Regions from separate parts of the Anas platyrhynchos genome. Here region 2 is linked to region 1. Evidence: chromatin contacts called from public Hi-C data. All regions are on one chromosome and are shown on one strand. Each heading gives the region's core, a stretch centred on a gene start, on an enhancer-like site or on the middle of the called end of the contact. The rest is flanking DNA. Distances are from core to core; before and after follow the strand shown.

Region 1 (3,604 bases), core at 765-3,264:
GAGCTTCTAATTTAAGAGCAGACGAAGGAGTAGCCAAGACAAACAAAAGGAAAATGGTAGAGGGAGATGAAGTGAAAGGGGGAGGGTGGGATTTTTACCAGAAGACTGTGTGGGATGGGAGCTTGGTTTACCACTTCCCATTCTGGAAAGGGAACTTTTCAAAGCTTTGGAAAGCCTCAAGTGTGACAGTAAAGGGTTAGTTGTGAAGGGCGAAGGCAGTACGGCGGCAAAATGGAAGGAAGTGAGGTAGAGACAAAGGGGGGAAGAGTGGCAAGGAGTGGGAGAGCGTGGAGGAAGAGCAGGATGAGCTGCGGGACAGAGGGTGCATATGCGAGTAGGGTGGGACTTGGGGAGGACATGGGACAGGAAGACAGCCCTGCGAGAATTTGGAAACAACGCTTTGAAACTGAGTGACTCGGCTATAAAAGAGGCTTAGAGTAGACCATAGGAACCGAATTTTAAATGACCGCAAGGTCCCCAAAGCATCTATCTTCTCAGGTAATAAATAAGGGGAACTTGTTTTTTTGGAGCTGCTGAGAACCAACAGGTCCTGCACTGAGCAGGGATTGCAGGTTCCCAGCTGTGCTGCCACAAGTCAACCACAAGCTCTTCGTTCCCACACCACGCCATTTCCCACGCGTGTTACCTCCGCTCCTGTATCAGTAGGCACAATCCTTGACGTGTGAACTGCCAGCAGCTGCAACTCTTGGAACCAAGGTTAGGTATCTCCTGTACCATAAAGGAATGCTTACGCTGACCACTGTATCCCCCTTGTATGCTGTTTACGTGTCCATTTTGATGTTGTTGGTTCTTCAACCCTATCTGTTTCTTTCCTGTCTTTACTTATCCTTCTTAGGCTGTACGGTTCTGTTGAGCCACTGCCCATGTCCATCGCATGGTTTGGTCCTTCCCATGTCTGTCTGGCATCGTGAGGTAAACCATCTCCATGCAGGAAGAGGAAGCTGGTGGTTTCTTAGGTGGGTTGGTCTACTTGCACCTCCAAATCTGAAAACAGCTCTGCCTGGGAGGGGAAGACAGGTCTGGTACTTGCTGTCAGAAGGCCTGGAGTGTATGTCCTACAGCAGCCATGGCACCGTGCGTGAGGATGGATGGGTGGGCGGGCAGATCTCATGCTGCCTTTGCAGGTGAGCAAGCCTTAGTTCTTTTGAGGTCTGCAACCATCACAAGCCAGGGTAAATTGTCTACAAACATGAAAGAAGCTTCTTCTCCAGTTCTGAGGAAGGTTGTCTTTGAGGGGTATAATTTCCTACCAATTCTTCCTCCCTTTGCCTGACTCATTATCCCTTGGAAAGGGCTGCTGGCAGGGTGTAGCAGAAGAGGCTTCTTCTTCTATGACTTCTTCTGGAGCCAGTCGGTGCCTCCCTGAGAGGAGGCCAGAGGCGCAGTGATGGCTCCTCTCATGGCTCCTCCCTCAGGCCTGCAGCTGGCTCTGGTGTTCCTCCTGCCACCTCCTGAGCTCCCAGCCCCCCCGCTGGATGTTGTAGGCCAGTGACAAGTGGGTTCATCCACGTTTATCCTACTGTTGTTTTCATTCAGATGTTTACTCCTCCCAAAGAAAGGGGCTGTTGTTGTGTAGGCTCTGCTCCTCCGCTGCCACATCATGCCGGGTGACCTCCTGAGCCCATCATCAGATCCTGCTCCAGAAGGGTCCTACCACTTCCATTTAGTTTTTCTCAAGGTCCTCTCCTGTCATGGCTTTAGGAAAAAATAGCTGACAAAACTGACCATGCATAAGTGGATCTGGAAATAGCCTAGGTTTTGTTGAAATGAAGTTCTGCATGCCTGGGGACAGGACCAGATGCGTAGACAGCCCTTGGTGTTTCAGTGTCACAGGAATGCTGTTAAGCACTGACAGATTTAGAAGTGTTGAGGGGTGTGGGGGGTTCTCTCCTCAAAGCTGGTGGTCTTGCTTTGCATACCTCACGCCTAAAGGGGAAGATGACAGACAGGAGATGCCAAAACTGTGAGGACAAATGAGTAAGATGAGGCAGTGTAAGGCCATACAGCAAACTGGTTGGGAGCCTGGAATTAGGTTCATCTCTTTCAGCTTCCATCCCATCTCTCACCGCTGCTAATCCGAGCTCGTGCTGCACTCTGGAACCAGCCAGCACAAGGAGCAGCTCTTTTTTCAGTCCCCTTTTATGGGACTGAAATGCAAAGGTTGCTTACGTGCGGTTCTGGCATGTGCAAAGCACGCACAGCATCCCGCAGGCAGACAGCTGCGTCACAAGCACTCAGGCTGAACTTCCAACCAGCTTTAACAAACTCCTCTCGTGCGTTATTTTCTTGGTGGAACCTCTTTTCCTAGCAGTTCCCTTGCTTATCAAGTTGCCCCTGCACCTCCAGGCCCCCAGCCCGGCACCTTGCCTCCTGCTCCCTGCAGCACAAGGGCAAAGCCATGGCTGGGGCCGGGCTCTGGGCCTTGGGTGCCTGCTGACATCTCGTGGTGCAAAGCATCCCCGCTTCGTTCTTCCAGACCTTTTTTTCCAGCATTTTCACCTCAGCATTTACCCACAGTGACTCTTAGTTTCTTAGCTACTTAGACAGGTATGCTCTTCCTCTGGAAGAAACATGGCTTTGCAGGAGCAAAGAAACAATGAATGAACAATTTACAGTCTCGTTTCTTAATCACATCTACCTGTGCAGCTCGTCCTACTGATCAGCAGTTACACCGATGTTCCTAAACCACTTGGGCACATTTGAGGTCCACATCTGTGTATAAAACTTCTGTCATCTGTTAAATTATGAGTTAGAGTTTTCCTGAGCCCTACTTTAAAAATGGATTGTATAGGAAAGGGGGAGCTGTGGGCTTTTGTGCAGAGAGACATGAGTTTGTGACTAAATCACTAAATTGAAGGTAACGCTCATGGTAAGTAGCATAAAAGGTTTAAACCCAGTCTTAGCAGGGCCTGTGCTCTACAGGAACTGGTCAGGAAAAGTAGACCAGCTGCAAGATTTCAGATTATTTTAAATATATACTTAATTTAGTTTATCTGGTCCTGCCTTGTTACTGGAAGGATGTGTTTGTGAATTATTAGAGAACATATATTTGCTCTGCCACCTAGTGTCTAGCACTAGAAATAACTGAAAGGTTTTTTTTTTTTTAATTACAAATTATTTTTTGTTTTCTCTTTAAGTTCTTATAAACACAATTAGTGGTGCAGTGCAAGATTCATTTTTAGGCTCAGGTAGGTCTCTGATCGTGATAAATTATATTCAGCTCCTTCTGCTATGTGGAAAACATGCTGTTCTCTGGTATTCCCAAAATTATTTTGTATCCCAGCATGTGTGTATGGTATTAATGGAAATCCATGAGAAAGTTTGACTAGACAGGTACTTGCAGACTTGTGAATTATACAATACTTTTATTTGAAGTAGTACATTAAGGAGTACCGGTGCTAATAAGGATTCATAAACTCGAGTCCTAATTCCTTAATATGTATTATAATCACGCTACCCATATAACAAAATGCAAGTCTCTTTTAGCTGCTGAACTTCTGGTACAAAATCAAACGCTTCTGCATGTGTGAATGCAGCTGTTTACTTGCCTACGGTGACCGTGTTTGCCACAGAAACCCCTTGG
Region 2 (3,604 bases), core at 825-3,324, 90 kb before region 1:
TTGTGATCTTGTAGGGCTTTTCCAACCTTAATGATTCTGATTCTGAGTTTGCCCAGAGGTGTTGGAGTCTCCCTCCTTGAAGACAAACCCTGACTGAGCAGCTGGGTCAGGGTGACTGCTCAGGAGTAGGGATCTGTACCAGACCTTCTCCAGTAGCCACTTCCCACCTTCACAGTCCTGATATTCTGTTTTACAACCCCATGAGCACTTCAGGATGGACGGAAATCACAGCTGAATGCAGTTGAGATCCATCTTGCCCTCACAGTGGAACAGCCTAGCAGTGCTCACACCATCTCCAGCCATCGGCTTTTTTCCAGCTGCTGCTTTTGTTTTGCTGCTTTTTTCCTCTGACTGCAAGGTTCAGCACAGGCAGCTCTCCTCACCGCCCCCACCCTGGCCACATCCAGGAAGGACAAAACTCCAGCCTGAGCATCAGAGACCTCAGGAGGAGCCGGGCACGGCATGACACGCAGGAAAAAAAGGTGAAAGGAAGCTGTGCCCTGCCAAGCCTGGCAAAGGAGTGGGCAGCTGCGTCACTGCTCCTCACAGCCTGGCTGGAAAGGCAAATTTTTAATTGTTGCTTCTTCAGTGAGCCGTGGAGGGGGAGCCAGGATTATCGGTGCTTCAGATGACGTGAATTAAAGCTTAGATGTAACCAACTTGGAATGTACCTAGAGGAGATTTAGGAGGCAGGAAAAGCATCTGATGGCAGGAAGTGGGAGGGCCTTCAGGCCCTGCAAATCCCCAAAAGACTATTCAAGCTATCTGGCAGCATTTCCCCGGCAATTTCGCAGAGTTAAGAGGACACCACCCAAGAGGTTTTACTGCTAACGTTTGTGCAGGCACTTGCTTCTTGAAATGCAGTTTTGTCAAAGCAGACACATGTCCCAGGTAGTAAGTAATGGCATTGGAGCTTTTTGCAAGGCATTTTGGATGCCAGCATTCTCCAGAAACAACGAGGACACCTGAGGTTGGAGGAAGATGCCTACAATGGCCTTAATCCAGACTTCCTCCTCATTCCTTTACATGCTCTAGAAATGTTGAATTTCCTCAGGGAATCAACAGAAGTCCCTCAGGACTCTGCTGTAGCTGAGCTCTCCCCCACTAAAAGTAAGGCTTTGCACTGCTAGCAGTGCAGGCACTGAACCATTTGTAGGGTCACGGTCAGTCTGTGCCCACCCTGGAGCAGAAACCGAGAGAAATGGGCATTAACTTCTTCAGAAAGGGCAGAGGGAGCCGAAGTCTCTGCTGTTGGGCAAGCATCCCCAGCACTGGGTTGTTGTATGATGTGTCGAGCCCAGCCCACGCTGGGACATGTGGGCACAGGCACTTGTTTCTGTGTTGAAGTGTCATTTTCAGATTTGCAGCTAGACGCTCTGCTTGTGGATCCTGCACCAGTTTCCAGTCTCCTGGAGTCGGTCCCTACCCAAGCTTCATGTCAAATGGCTCCTGGGTGTCCAACAGCAGGGACGTGGGGAGCAGCAGCAGCCGGAGGCAATGCTCCTGGCTGGGACTTGTCACGGGCTCTTCTCTAGGCATTTTGTGTTCTCCTCGTTCAAGGGCTTAGCTACCACTTGACCTCCTGGAATCACCCAGCAACCTCAAATATTTCCCTCAGCCAAGTATTTTATGATTCAATCCACTGCCCACATGAGGGTAGAGTGGAAACGCCTGCAGGTCAGCTGACAGTGCTTGGGACAATGCTTCGGGACTCAACGCCGCCTGGAAACCAGGGCTCTCCTTGGACAAAGACAAGGATCCAAAAGCGTGCAGGGCCCCCCAGGCAGGTGCACGGGCAGAAATGGCACCGGGCACGCTGGGTAGAGCTGCTGTTCTCCATGCACTCTTGCCCAAGGATGCTGGAACAAACTTTCAAGCCTCCTGTTAGTGCTGGAGGTGCAACCACTGCCTCCTCTGCTCCCTGCTCCTTCATCCCCAGCCGCAGTGGATGTAAGGCTGCAGGTGACATCAAGGTGAAGCAGCCTCACAAGGACCTAAAGAAGAGCTTGCAACAACAAAAGCCTCCCAGCCCAAACTCGTGCCGGTGGCAGCACTAGGGGGACCCCGCTGCTCGCTGTTGCTTCGCTCCGGCTCGCTCTGAGGTTCCCGACGTGTTCCTGCATTCCTGCTACGTGCCCTACAGATAGCAGCTAATGCGGGCAGGTTTGCTGAGTCATAAGTGAAAATTATCACGCAAAAAAAAAAAAAAAAAGAAAAAAAAAAAAGAGCCAAACAGAAAAAAAAATGAGCACTATGTGCTCTCTTGGTTTTGTAGAAGCCTAATTTTTACTGTAAATACACTCCCTTGCAGATTATTTCATACAAAATTGTGGCTCTTAGCTACGTAAAGTTGCTTCCTACTCGTGCTATTTAAAATAAAGCTTTAAAAAGAAAAAATATATATATTCTCACAGTGCATGAGGAAAAAAAATTAACGTAAGAAGTTTAGAAATTGTTACCTACATCCCTTTAGAGTTCTACATAGAACAAAACTTCAGGTCCAAAGAGAGTTAAGCTACTACTACAGTTCTTGCTTGTGCTTTAAAATCACAGAATCACAGAATCACAGAATCTCTAGGTTGGAAGAGACCTCAAGATCATCGAGTCCAACCTCTGACCTAACACTAACAGTCCCCACTAAACCATATCCCTAAGTTCTACATCTAAACGTCTTTTGAAGACTTCCAGGGATGGTGACTCAACCACCTCCCTGGGCAGCCTGTTCCAATGTCTAACAACCCTTTCAGTAAAGAAATTCTTCCTAACATCTAACCTAAAACTCCCCTGGCGCAACTTTAGCCCATTCCCCCTCGTCCTGTCACCAGGCACATGGGAGAACAGGCCAACCCCCATCTCGCTAGAGCCTCCTTTAATATACTTATACAGAGTGATAAGGTCACCCCTGAGCCTCCTTTTCTCTAGGCTGAACAAGCCCAGCTCCTTCAGCCGCTCCTCATAGGACTTGCTCTCCAGGCCCCTCACCAGCTTCGTCGCCCTTCTCTGGACCCGCTCAAGCACCTCGATGTCCTTCTTGTAGCGAGGGGCCCAGAACTGAACACAGTACTCGAGGTGCGGCCTCACCAGAGCCGAGTACAGGGGGACGATCACCTCCCTAGCCCTGCTGGTCACAGTGTTTCTGATACAAGCCAGGATGCCGTTGGCCTTCTTGGCCACCTGAGCACACTGCTGGCTCATATTCAGCCGACTGTCCACCATCACTCCCAGGTCCTTCTCTGCCTGGCAGCTCTCCAGCCATTCCTCTCCCAGCCTGTAGCTCTTCTTGGGGTTATTGCGCCCCAGGTGCAGGACCCGGCACTTGGCCTTGTTAAACTTCATACAGTTGACCTCAGCCCATCGGTGCAGCCTATCCAGATCCTCCTGCAGAGCCTTCCTACCCTCCAGCAGATCGACACACGCACCTAGCTTGGTGTCATCTGCAAACTTACTGAGGGTGCACTCAATGCCCTCATCCAGATCATTGATGAAGATGTTAAAGAGGACCGGCCCCAGCACCGAGCCCTGGGGGACGCCACTAGTGACTGGCCTCCAACTGGACTTGGCTCCATTTACCACAACTCTCTGGGCCCGGCTATCCAGCCAGTTT

Evidence for each region. Hi-C and Micro-C count contacts between places; a contact is called where the count stands out from the background.
Region 2: a Hi-C map of subcutaneous adipose tissue shows a contact between it and region 1, with 5 times the contacts expected there. The contact joins two enhancer-like sites. A contact is called at or near these places in 6 of 8 Hi-C or Micro-C datasets (F1 follicle, F5 follicle, liver and 2 more).

Annotation. Positions count from the first base shown.
Region 1 is chr3:44,246,406-44,250,009 of IASCAAS_PekinDuck_T2T, reverse strand. No RefSeq gene overlaps it. Among named protein-coding and RNA genes, the nearest start is that of DISC1, 16 kb to the right of the region's middle. Within about 2 kb of position 2,014, at least 1 of the 8 cell types and tissues checked has an H3K27ac peak or open chromatin away from gene starts, as enhancers often do.
Region 2 is chr3:44,336,066-44,339,669 of IASCAAS_PekinDuck_T2T, reverse strand. No RefSeq gene overlaps it. Among named protein-coding and RNA genes, the nearest start is that of SPRTN, 13 kb to the left of the region's middle. Within about 2 kb of position 2,074, at least 4 of the 8 cell types and tissues checked have an H3K27ac peak or open chromatin away from gene starts, as enhancers often do.